2 separate regions of the Mus musculus genome follow, and region 2 is linked to region 1. The links are chromatin contacts, called in public Hi-C maps. All regions are on one chromosome and are shown on one strand. The core of a region is the stretch at or near the end of the contact, and the rest is flanking DNA. Distances in the headings are between cores, read along the strand shown. Region 1 has its middle 20 kb from the start of Mefv. Region 2 holds the start of Zfp263 (zinc finger protein 263).

Region 1 (6,635 bases), core at 3,189-5,688:
ATAATAGCCAGAAGCTGGAAAGAACCCAGATGCCCCTCAACAGAGGAATGGATACAGAAAATGTGGTACATTTACACAATGGAATACTACTCAGCTATTAAAAAGAATGAATTTATGAAATTCCTAGGCAAATGGATGGACCTGGAGGGCATCATCCTGAGCGAGGTAACCCGATCACAAAGGAACTCACACAATATGTACTCACTGATAAGTGGATATTAGCCCAGAAACTTAGGATACCCAAGATATAAGATACAATTTGCTAAACGCATGAAACTCAAGAAGAACAAAGACCAAAGTGTGGACACTGTGCCCCTTCTTAGAATTGGGAACAAAACACCCATGGAAGGAGTTACAGAAACAAAGATTGGAGCTGCGACAAAAGGATGGACCATCTAGAGACTGCCTTATCTAGGGCTCCACCCCATAATCAGCTTCCAAACGCTGACACCACTGCATACACTAGCAAGATTTTGCTGAAAGGACCCAGATAGAGCTGTCTCTTGTGAGACCCTTAGCCAGGCTAACCCAAGGACACAGAAACAGTATCCAAGGACCTCCACATTAACTCAGATACACTGAATCTAATAGAAGATAAAGTGGGAAAAAGCCTCAAATACTTGGGTACAGAGAAAATTTTCCTGAACAGGACACCAGTGGCTTATGCTCTAAGATCAAGAATCAACACATGAGACCTCATAAAATTGCAGAGTTTCTGTAAGGCAAAAGACACTGTCAATAGCGCAAAATGGCAACCAACAGATTGGGAAAAGATCTTTACCAATCCTAGATCCGATAAAGGACTAATATTCAATATATACAAAGAACTCAAGAAGTTAGACTCCAGAAAACCAAATAACCCTATTAAAAATGGGGTACAGAGCTAAACAAAGAATTCTCAACTGAGGAATTTGAATGGCCAAGAAACACCTAATGAAATGTTCAACATCCTTAATCATCAGGGAAATACAAATCAAAACAACCCTGAGATTCCACCTCACACCAGTCAGAATGGCTAAGATCAAAAACTCAGGTGACAGCAGATGCTGGCAAGGATGGAGAGAAAGAGGAACACTCCTCCATTGCTGGTGGGATTGCAAGCTGGGATTGCAAGGGTTATTTGGTTTTCTGGAGTCCAACTTCCTGAGTTTTTTATATATATTGGATATTAGCCCCCTATTGGTTTGCTTTACAGAAGCTTTGGAGCAGAGACTGAAGGAATGAACATCAGAAACTGCCCCACCTGGGGATCCGTCCCATAACAACCACCAAACCCAGACTCTATTGCAGATGCCAATAAGAGCTTGCCAACAGGAACCTGATATAGCTGTCTCCTGAGAGGCTCTGCCAGTGGCTGAATATACAGAAGTATATTCTCACAGTCATCCACTGGACAGAGCACATGGTCCCCAATGAAGGAGCTAGAGAAAGTACCCAAGGAGCTGAAGGGGTTTGCATCCCCCTGGGAGGAGCAACAATATGAACTAACTAGTAACCCCAGAACTCCCTGGGACTAAACCACCAATCAAAGAAAACACATGGAGGGACTCATGGCTCTAGCTGCATAGGATAGCATAGGATGGCCTAGTAGGTCATCAATGGGAGGGAGGCCCTTGGTCCTGTGAAGGTTCTATGCCCCAGTATAGGGGAATGCCAGGAAGCAGGAGTGGGTGGGTTGGGGAACAGGGGGAGGCAGGAGAGGATAGGGAATTTTCGGAGGGGAAACTAGGAAAGGGGATAACATTTGAAATGTAAATAAAGAAAATATCTAATAAAAAATGCAATGTGATGTTCTAGTCCTTGAAAGTTGCTGCTACAAACAATTTAGGATGATTTAAAGATGTAAATTAGTAGTTAGTCCATTAAACCTATGGTCATTTTAGATATTTAGTTAATTACAGAAATAAGCTTTATTTAACTTCCTGTAGGTGTTTTCAAAGTTGAACAGATAGTGGATAACTAGAAACAAGTAATCTGAATATCTGAATATCTGCCTATTTAGATATACTATAGATAGATAGGTGATCTTCAAAAACCCCAGAGATCTACAAAATATGGCATTAATGATGTTTTATTAATAAAACATTGAGATGTCTGCTCCTGGTAGCACCCCCATTCTATTTCAAAGAAGATGATAAGCATCAAAGAACCTCCATATGGGGTTTGTTTCAAATGCTAGCAAATGGCAAAGCTATTCACCAGGCAAAAAACTTCCCTTGCTTCAACTGCTGACAGAATGCTGTTTAAGCTGTGGACAAGCAGGAGACAAAGGAAATAGACTGTTGAGCTTTGCTGAGACAAGATGGTCAAGTTCTTCAACATCTGCTTCACAGAAAAGTCTGTCAGATATTCTGGGCCAGAACGCTGAAGATGGTACTTCAACAAGCAGAGAAACATTGACTCCCTAGATAGCCAGCAACCTCCATCATTCTCTGCACTTCCTGTTTACTCGGTCAGTATTTATCTTTCTCAGGTCTCTGATGGGGTTGAAAACTATAGTTAGTTAGTTAGTTTGTTAGTTAGTTAGTTAGTTAGTTAGTTATAGTCTCACAATTAACTTTAAGTTGATTAGAATTTAAGTAATATTTTAAAGTCTAAAACGATATTTATAGGTTGGCAAATTCAAGTTATGTTAGAAAATAATTTAAGTGGAGAAATTTGAACTCATCAAGATAAAATAGATAGTACTTTTTTTCCAAGTTTGCCAAATACATATGGACTGGACACTGTGAATGTAATTCTTACCTGATAATTTTCACAATTGTTCTTATTGTATATAGTTTATTGTTGTTAGAGATAGAGCCTTTTATTGTATGTGGGAGTGGTGATTTTGCACATTGAGTGAAGTTGTGTCTCTGTCTTTCTTTGCCAGTCTAAGGCACCTTCTGATTGGTCAGAATAAAAAGCCTATGGCCTATAGCAAATGAGAATAGGAAGGCAGGACTTCTGGGTAAAGAACAAAGCTCCGGGAAAGAATCTAACACAGGAAGACCCACCACTGAGATGAGGAGAAAGTCAGATATCAGAAACCGAGGAGAGGTAATTCACTAGACACAGAGCAGTGTAATATAAATTAATTAGAAGAACAAGCCTAAGCTAAGGCCTAGGCATGATTAAATAAATAAGTCTCTGTGCTATTATTCAGGACCTGGGGTGGACATAGAAAAGGTGCAAATGGTTCAAACTGCTTTACCTTTGTGGCTAAAAGAACCATTTTTGTAGTCATCATGATTTTTAATAACAAAAGTAAAATAAAATAAAATAAAATCACACTCCTTTCTGGAAGCTTCAGGAGCCACCTCTTTCACTGAAGGAAATTCACCAGATAGCCTGAACTCAGACAGAGAAACTAGAAATTACCTTCAAGACTAGGTAGGGCATGAGTACACTGCCAATACTCAAGTTAGGTGCTGTGTACATTTGAGGTCTGAACCAGAAAGATATGATAGCTTGCTAAGGCAGGATGCCGAAATTGAAAGGGAAGATCTCTGATTAGGAGACTCTGAACGGAATGCCCTGAGCCAAACAGGAGAAGAATGACAGCTGGCAGACTGTTAAGAACCATCTTCCTTGAAAATGTGAAGTGCAATATCCACGTGATGATGGTGGCGGTACAAGACTTTAATCCCAGCACTCAGGAGGCATAGGCAGGTGGATATCTGTGAGTTCAAGGCCAGCCTGGTCTACAGCATGAGTTCCAGGGCAGCCACGACTACAGAGGAACTCTGTCTCGAAAAGTAAATTTAAAGAATAATTAAGTGCAAATCCAATATAGGAGTTGTAGTTTATTTCATGATTTCACAAAGAGAAATGGGCTAGAAGACAAGAAACCCAGGGTTCCCACTTTGTACCGTCAGGAAAAGTTGACTCCAGGGCAGAGGAAACACTCGAGACCGCTGAAGGTGTCCACACAAAACCCTTTCTTGCCGCTGTTCAGAGGCAGGAGACATCTAAGGCCCACTGGGTCAGAGCCACTAATCAGCCTAAGGTAAACCTTCGAACTCTTGGGGGTATACATAATACCCTAACTGCTCTAGCATCTCAGTAAGGGATGATGGTCACCCTCCCATTAGCCGTCCCAGCCTGGTTGTTTGTCTTCACTACACTATGCCTTTGGCATTCACAGCCTTCAGTGTTAAAACCTGGATTCTGAAAATGATCCTGAAAGCTAGGCGTGGATCTCTTGTCCTGACCTTCTGAGTGCCCTTAAAGATTAAAGACTGTCAGCAATCACTAGGAACTTGCCACCTTCAGTTTCAAGGACATCAAGCCCCGGTTTCTTCAGGGAGGCTCACTGTCTCTGCCTCTGTGAGATCACATCCGTGAGCCATTTTCAGTATGGAAGCCTCAACTCTTAGAGCACGTACTCAGTGCCTGAAAAGACGAGGCTGACTGCTGGTTGATAGATCTCTGAGGGCCCAAGGGAGGCCTGACAGGCAAAAACCACACTTGTGACTCACTAGAGAAACAGGAACAGGAAGCTAGTTCTGGTCCTCCCTAGTGGGCCTGCGTATCACCGTGAGCGGCCAATCTAGTGTCCAGTGCTCACTGGGAAATGTAGTTCCCTCCAAACTGCTACAGGGAGACCACCAGGAGGAGGGGGTGGGAGTGATTGGCCTTGGCTTCCTTGGCAGCACACCTGAGAGTCCAGGACCTCCTGGGCATGCCCGCTGGGTGTGTTCAGTGCGGTGTCCTCTCTGCCTTGAGGCATCAGCAGAACCTGCATGCTGGGCGGCACTTGGGTTCCAGTTTACTAATGCGGTCATATTTTAAAAGAGTTTTCATTTCTCTATTCGTTTTTGGCCTCTCACAGACTAGTGATCCTTTCTGACCTGTAAGTCATGGTGGTCTCCTACCTCAGCCTCCTGAGTGCCGGGAAACCAAGTGTGACCCACCAACTCTATTTCTTTATTTATTCTTTACAGTGAAGTACTGATGAGGGTTAGACAAGTCATGGGCACAGATTCCCTTAATCCTCTGTTGTGGCATTCAAATCCACTGGGAGAAACTAAAGACTCGGGCACTTTCAAATTTAGATTAAATGAATCTAATCTTACTGCCAGCAGGAGGAAGCAGCCTTAGAGCAGGACAGCATACAGAATGGCAAGGGGTTTAAGGTGAGGTTTTAAGGCAGACATCAGAAAGGAGTGTTTCCACGAATCCACAGCTGGGCAGAATTGTTTCATGTCCTCCGTTGTTTCTTACTTTCCTGCTATATTGTAGTAAAAATACCATTTCAACCCTTTCCCATGGCAACAAGCATGTTTTCCAGAAGCAGAGGCAGCTGTTCACACCCCACAGGCCTGTTCTTATCTCACACACAGGTGACTAGGATCTCCTGGCATTCCAGGGCTAGTGGCCCTTATGTGTGGCTATGTGTTACCTCTCTTTAGTCATCACGGGGGACCCACCCATGCAAATTATCACTCAGTCTGAGCACTCCATGACTGGGTTAGTGCAGGTCATGACAGAGAAAACACAGTGCACAGGTTAAGGGTAGCTGTCATATCACCACACTTCCATGAATGAAATGCCAGCCTCCAGTCATAGAAAATATGACAATGTAGACGTAGTAAACTTTTCTCTTTTTAAGTGTGTCAACACCAATAGTAGCCAACTCATTTAACCATGGCTTAAAATATAGAGTATGAAAACTGTGTAGTTTTCATATAGACTTTGAAAACAGGCAACAAAAGTTTTTGGAAGGTATCCACTTACATACAAAAGTTTACTATACAGAACTTAAATGAGTGAACAGTAGAAAACATGTTTTATTGGTTTGGTTTGGTTTGGTTTGGTTTGGTTTTTAAAAGGCCAGGCATAATTCCAGTGCTGATGAGGTAGAAATTTGGGGACTCCCTGGAGCTTGTAGGCCGGCCAGTGGTGGTGACAGTGGGAATGTGTCCCAGCTTGTCATCTAGTAATGACTTATCCTGCTAACTCTGGTCCCTGTGGCAGGTGGTGGAGATGCCTAGTTGCTAACATTCCTCCATTTTGTATATTATAAAAAGGAGGAACTAGAAAGGGATGACTGAGGCTGAGGCGGGAAGGAGAGCATCCTGCTGTTTGGCCCACTTCCTGCTGTCTGGGGGTGTTGTCATCCTCACCATCAGGACACACCAGTGTGTGTGGCTCACACCTCAGACTCTGTGGCTAGTGGGCTGGTGGTCCTGTAACAGTAACTGATTAGTTGTTAGACTAGAGAGTTTTTTAATTTGTCATTGGAAAACTGCAGAGAGGAAATTGATAAGGCAGGGTATGATTGGTAAAAGCAGAAAAATGAGAAGAAATGGGGTCAGTAAAGGCAGATGGGGTTTCGCAAAGGCCCATATTGGAGGCATTGAGCTGTTCTTTACATTTCTGGAAGTCTGTTTGAAATTGTTGAATTTTGTTTTTTACTATACCTGATTGGTTGACATAGAAGCAGCATTCCCCTTGGAGGAAGAGGCAAAGGCCACCTTTCTCAGCTGTAAGAAGATCTAGTTCCCATTGTTTTTGGAGTACCACTACAGCCAGTGTGTCAGTTTGTCCTGAATAATGAACAAGGTTTGAACCACCTACTGGAGGTCCTGGAAAAACTGGGAAGGAAACTTGACGTTACAAGGTTAGAGAGGTGGCCAGTTCTGATGGTGACA
Region 2 (6,615 bases), core at 2,147-4,646, 45 kb after region 1:
CCCAAGACATGGGTATGAGCATCTCAAGAGAACTGTACAGGGTTTTGATGACAGCTATATATGATTTTATGGTTTTCTAAGTTAATTTGTTCAAACAACATAATTTACAGTAGAATAGATTAAGCAAAACTTTAAAAATAAGCATACAACACATGGTGGTGCATTTGGTTTTGGACAAGGCCTTTTACAGCTCAGGCTGAGCTTCTGATCCTCCTGTTCAGGTTTTCCGAATGTTAGGATGAGTTACAGGCATGTGGCCATGGCCAGCTTCTGTAAATTTTGTTTTTATTAGCTGTGTTGAATTTTCTGACTTCCAGCCAGATCCTGATTTGAGAACTTCTCCCCTTCTATGGCCCCTCAGTTTCCCATCTTTTGGTCCTGATTCAAGCTCACAATGTGTGCAGAGCATCCGTTGGTACTTTGTTTAGTTCCTCACCCCCCATTGTAAGAACTGGTAAAATGTTACTCCAGACCAGCAGGGAAATCTTAGTGAGATCAGATAAACTGTCTGAGAGCACCTCGTGCACACTGGTAGGAAAAGGGGCTTCAGCGTCAGTCTACAGTCCCTGAGACAGGAATGTCCAAACTACAAGAAGATGATCACAGGGGATGCTTGGCTTCACAAATCTTTTTATAACAAGATTTGTTTTTATGTATATGAGTGTTTTTGCTAGACCAGAAATGAGGCAGTACAGGAAAAAAAGGAAGAGGAGACCGACCTCAACGAAAGCAGAATCGTCCTTGAATCAGAACAGTTGAAAACCAGGAGTTTCTCCTCACTAGTGGAGACTGTGCTCCATGGCATTGGGGATTTGGGCGTTTTGCACTGTAAGGATGGAAGATTCCATCTGCAGGCCAGTTCTACCTGCAGTCTGAAAGTGGTAAATACCAAAAGGAGGATCATAGGAGAAGCTTCCAGGATCCTAACAGCCAAGTCAACTTTCCGGAGTTTCTCAGCCCATCAGGTCATTAACTATTCAATTTGGACTACAACTGCATATAGGATACCTGGCATGGATGGATGCCCTTGGGGACCAATAGAGAATGCTAGATCCCCTGGATTTGAAGCTACAGAAGGCTGTGAGCCACCTTCTGTTGCTGGGAACAGAACCCACCCAGGTCCCCTGGGAGGTCAGCTACTGCTCATAACTGCGGAGTCATCTCCCCAACCCAACCTCCCAAGTCTTAGCCAGCTTTTTCTGAATGAACCTATACCAGCCCATGTGCTACCTAGTGTCTAGATAAATAGGCATTTGCCATGGCAGCCTGTGGGCTTTTGTACCTGTGATGAAACTACACACAGTCATCCAAAACAGACCATTTTTATTTCCACAGCCTAAGCTTTGCTACAGGTTAGCTGTATGAACTTAGGCCATCGACTTAACTGGCACTATTGGGAACAAGCAAAAGAAACTTATTCTAAATACTACCATTTTCTTTTTAGGTCATAGGACCTAAATTCAAGGTCCCAGGCTCTCGTGGAGCTGAGGACTTCCCAATAGTTAAACAGCTTCTATTATAAAGAAACAGTTGTCTGAGTCCTGACATCTCAGGGACAACTTTTAAGTTGTCTGAGTCAAGACATCTCAAGGACAACTTCTCTATCTTGCTGGCAGGATCAAATTAAGTTCATGTTCCCAGGCCCAGGCCCCAACTTCCATCCTGATTGATGGAAACTCCCTTTCTCAACCCCTTTTGTCAAAATGATTGGACAATGCTACCACCCAGCCCAGCCCAGCCCAACCCCCTTGCTTTATTGTTTCCTTTAAATATGCTGCACAGCATCCCCTCAAGGTCACAGTTCAGCTCATGAGTCTGTTCTACAGCCCTGATCAATCAGTAGCAGCTTGATTACAATAAATTTTTGGCATCTGCATTGACCTGGTATTTGAGTTATATTGGGACCTCACGACGGCACTCCATGCCATAACCACAGGACTTACTTCATACCATATCTTCAAAGTTCTATTTCATGTATGAATGCTGAAGCTCTGAAGGGAAAGATACCCTGGCAATCGGGAACCAAAAGTCGTGCCGCACGACAAACCTCATTCAAGAGACTCATTGGGAAGGAAAAATCCAGAACATCATTCTCAGCTCAGGAAAGAAAGCAGGGAACTGAGTGGTAGGCAGGGTTTATACAAGATTTCTTAATCTTCCCACCACAGCTTTCCAGGGTGAGGATTGGTAGAATTTCACTGAGCTTGAAGGAGATCAGAGACTGATGAGTTTGCTCAGGGCTTGAAGGGTTTCTATACCAAGCTCCAGGATTAGTGGGTTTTTCTGTTCAGGGTTGGTGGGATTTATTTATTTTTATCTTTTTGTCTTGTAGGGTGGGGCCAGGCTACTCTTCCTCCTCGGGCCAGGGAATGACAGTAACAGCTATTATTAAACAACTATTAGGGTTAGGGACCATTAAGGAAGTCAGAGGTGGGAGGGACCTGGCTGCTGGAGCTCCTGGTGGCCATTTTCCTGCCTCAAGGTCTTACAAAGTATAAAAAGTTCACAAAGGGAGACCAGAGCAAGGAAGGCTTTCCCTGCCTCTTGAGTTGCAATGAATAGACAACAATGTAAGCATGTGTCCAATAAGTGATTACGGGTTTTCGTGACACACTCCTAGAATCTGCAGACTCCACCACCTGTCTGTGACAGCTGCAGTCTCAGGCCTGGGCTATTCTCTCTTCAAAAAATAAGGAAGTCCGCCTTGGTGTTTCCTTTTCTTCAACCTTCAGGAAAATAGTCAGAGCCGATGATTATGCTAATCCTTAGACCTGCTCTGGGAGATGGCAAGAGCAGTTCATACCCAGAGCGTTCTTCTGGGTCGACCAGCCACCTAAAGATGGAGGACTAGGGACCATCGCTCACAGGGAGGCAAAAGCTCGGGCACGGGTATGTTTATCGTAGCTCGACAATCCATTTAGACCTGCTCAAGCCACAGTGCAGGCGCAATAACAAGGGCGCGCCATGGACTACATTTCCCACCAGCCCCAGGCAGCTCGAGCCCTGGAAGCACAGTCTATTTCCGGTTGTAGGTCTCCGGAGTGTTGGGATCGGCCTTCGGAAAGGTTTTCTTTGTTAAGCTTCTGGGCCCCGACATGACACTCTAGCGCCTCTGGACTCTGGTTCAAGCGTGGCTGAAGAACTTACCTTTTGGCAAACTTTCCTATGCAAATCTGAGCCAGGTTGTCCCCGGGTCACATCCGCCCAGGGATTCCCACCCCTACCGCTTCCCCACCTGGAGGCCCCGCCCATTGCGTAGCCCCGCCCCTCATCCCCATCCGACTTGTTCCCCTCCCGCTCTTTTATGCAAATTTTCCTTGTCCTGGGTGGACCGTGAGTACGTGGTGAGACCCGACCCAATGGGAGACAGCGCAAGGGAAACGTGAACCGGAAGTCCGTCCTGACTAGCGGCCGTTGGCTTATGACGCCTAACTCGCGTGCTGAGGCTTGCGACCCGGGCCCTGCGACTTAAGTTCTGTGCGGGCCTGAGAAGCCGGTCAGGTGGCGACGCTGCAGGCCTGATATTGCTGAGATTGTGACCTGGGTTCCTCCGGCGGGATTTGGAGCCCGGAGTCTCTCGGTTGCTGCAGCCGTGGCCTACTGCTGTACAGAACCCAGGGCGTCTCTCAAGGCGGACGTAGCTGGTGTCGGGACCTAGGCTGGTGTCGGGGCATGACTATGGCTGCGGGCCCAAGCTCGCAGGAGCCAGAAGGGCTCCTCATAGTGAAACTGGAGGAGGACTGTGCCTGGAGCCACGAGGTACCCCCGCCTGAGCCAGAGCCCAGCCCGGAGGCCTCCCATCTGCGATTTCGACGGTTCCGCTTTCAGGACGCCCCGGGTCCCCGGGAGGCCCTTAGCCGGCTTCAGGAGCTTTGCCGCGGGTGGCTGCGGCCGGAGATGCGCACCAAGGAACAGATCCTGGAGCTGTTGGTGCTGGAGCAGTTCTTGACTATCCTTCCCCAGGAGATTCAGAGCAGGGTGCAGGAGCTGCGCCCAGAGAGCGGCGAAGAAGCAGTCACTCTTGTGGAGCGTATGCAGAAAGAACTTGGGAAACTGAGGCAACAGGTGACAGCTGTTTTACCCGTGGTTTGGCCCGGAAGTCATTGTGCTAGCCTCTTCTGTAGTCGAATATACTTGATCGTCCTGAGTACACTTTACAGGAAGGAGAGGGATTTTTTTGTAGCTTATCCTTTCCTTCCAGATTGTTCCCATATGACGACAGTAGGAAGTGAGGAGCACTTCCACCAGTATTTAGTTATGTAGTTAGAAAGCTTCTCACAGGCCTCGTGACTTTGGGCAGACTACTTAATCTGTTTCGTCCTGTTTTTCTGTTGGCTAAAGCACTGTCTGGGAATAATTTTGAGGACTTGGAGAAAAGTATGTCGTTTGGATGACACCTACTGCCACTGCTTTGAGGGGTTTGTTTTGTGACAAAGTCTTACGTAGCTCAAGCTAACTGACTCAGTGTGTAGTTGAGCTTGGCTGCAGAACAGTGGTGGTCCTCCACCTTCAGTCTCCCCAAATTCCGAGTTCTAGGGTTACAGGCAGAGTCTAGATATGTAGCCCAGGCTTAAACTCGAGGCAATCCTCCTGCTTCAGCCTCCCCACTGCTGATTCCCACAGGCATGTGCCACTATCCCAGGCCTATATTTAGTGGATAACACCCAGCATATCTTAGTCAATAGTTTGCAATACAGAACTGGATCTCTGCTAATTGAACTCTGAAAAACAGCTAAGCACCGAGGGGCTATGGTCGCAGCCTGATAAGTTCACCTTATCTAGTAGTGAAACGTGGAAGCATCTAGAACAGGTGAGTGTGATCGAGCAGAAGTGAGGAGTATCAATGGAATATGTTGAGAAAGTGTGCATTGAGAGTGGACCCTCAGTTTTCTTGCTCCATCCCTCCCCCATTTTCTGCTACCACCTAAAAAGCCCTTAGCATAAAACATCTTCTTGGCCAAGACCAAAGGGATAGTCTGTGGTTCTCTGTTGAGGGTGTGTCCTAAGAATCCTGTACTAATTTCCAATTCTGTCAGCCCCGTTGTGATGATGAGTGATGTGGGTTGGTTCCCAGGTCACAAACCAAGGGCGGGGAGCAGAAGTGCTTTTGGAGGAGCCTTTGCCACTGGAAACAGCAGGAGAGTCACCGAGCTTCAAGCTGGAGCCAATGGAGACTGAGCGAAGCCCTGGCCCCAGGCTGCAGGAGCTGCTAGACCCCAGCCCCCAAAGGGACTCCCAGGCTGTAAAGGAGAGGGGTGAGGAACAGTTATCTGGGCAGGTGGGAGGGAGGAGGGGCTCTGGGATTGCCACTCACCCTAGCAGAATGTGGTACAGGTGCCAAGGAGAAAGAATTTCTGAAGTTAAAGTTCTCAGTTGTGTTCTGAAAAACCTAAAAGTGGTGGTATGAATTCTGTAAAGGTTGGATGGGAGGAAAGGGGAAGCTCTTAGTAAAGCCATTCTGTGTACAGAACAGGCAAATTCTAGTTAGCTGATTGATGTGGGGTGTATGGTTAGAACCCTGTCGGCCAGGATGGAGGATGGCTCACATGCCTTTACTATAACCCTGTTACTTTAGATCACCTTAGCACACCTTTGCTACTTTTTGTTTACTGTCAATCCTAAAAGCTGAGACTTGCAGTTGGGGAATGCATATTGTCTTATAATCTGGGCTGCTAAGATTTGGTGTTACTGTTCTCATTATAATTTCTGTTATCTTTAGCATTATCCGCTCCCTGGCTCTCTCTCTTCCCTCCTGAAGGGAATGTGGAAGATAAGGATATGACTGGGACCCAGGTGATGTGGAAGTTCTCATTGCCTTTCCCCAGAATTTTCCTTTTCTCCTCTGCTTTTAGGGTGGGAGGTTCCCCTATGCTACTAGAAAGATTTTTTTTTTTCTGATCAGATATCTCCCTTATTTTCTTTGTCTTTTCAACCCATCATTTGTAGGCTTCCCCCATGACATGAGTTTTCTTGGCACTCATGTGTTTTAACCCATTTACTATGACTCTGCTTGAATTATTCTTAATGCGTTACTGCATGTGATGCTAAAGGAGATCTTGTTATTTCAGTTGCCCGAGAGCCTGGAGGACATGGCAATGTATATCTCTCAGGAGTGGGACCATCAGGATCCTAGTAAGAGAGCTCTATCAAGGTATATGGTACAAGATAGCTATGAGAACTCGGGGACTCTAGGTAAGAGCTTCTCGTTCTGGGATGATATTTATGACCAGACTATCCTGCTTCTTGGACATACACACCTACTGGACATGAGCTCTGAGTTTTGTCAATAACCCCACTCCTTACTCTAACATTTCTTATCCTAATATTCAGATAAACATCTGCCAAATGGCACAGTTGATAGACTTAATGGTATCCTTAGACTGTGTTTCCATTGTTAAGAGTTTAAAGCAGAGAGTCTGAACTGGAGAGAACTTCCAAAGGCAACACAAATCCTCAGCTTCTCTATGTGTATGAAAATTCTCATAATAAAAAAATGGAGGTAATGGAAGGTAGTGTGGACAGTATGATTGGTTATATTGAAGCATACAGCAGGAAGAAATCACACTGCTGGTGTTTTCCTCCATGTTTGTATGAGGCTACTTAGAGCTGTGAATT

What was found. Hi-C and Micro-C count contacts between places; a contact is called where the count stands out from the background.
Region 2: a contact with region 1 is called in a Hi-C map of bone marrow-derived macrophages, with 2.0 times the contacts expected there. The contact joins the promoter of Zfp263 here to the enhancer-like site in region 1. A contact is called at or near these places in 3 of 39 promoter capture datasets (the C10 cell line, macrophages and neutrophils), 18 of 484 Hi-C or Micro-C datasets (the Ba/F3 cell line, ECoMG-derived neutrophils, the HPC-7 cell line and 14 more), 10 of 115 datasets of contacts at active chromatin or transcription factors (CD8 T cells, the HPC-7 cell line, bone marrow-derived macrophages and 4 more) and 3 of 9 other capture datasets (adipose tissue, bone marrow-derived macrophages and liver).

Annotation. Positions count from the first base shown.
Region 1 is chr16:3,695,008-3,701,642 of GRCm38.p6, forward strand. No RefSeq gene overlaps it. Among named protein-coding and RNA genes, the nearest start is that of Mefv, 20 kb to the right of the region's middle. Within about 2 kb of position 4,439, at least 68 of the 459 cell types and tissues checked have an H3K27ac peak or open chromatin away from gene starts, as enhancers often do. A contact at or near this core is called in the Ba/F3 cell line, CD8 T cells, the HPC-7 cell line and 9 more, where this site is marked.
Region 2 is chr16:3,740,703-3,747,317 of GRCm38.p6, forward strand. It overlaps Zfp263 (zinc finger protein 263), which reads left to right and starts at 3,397. Exons shown (of 6, transcript NM_148924.3): 1 at 3,397-4,065; 2 at 5,075-5,255; 3 at 5,720-5,793; 4 at 6,069-6,192. The coding sequence starts at 3,673.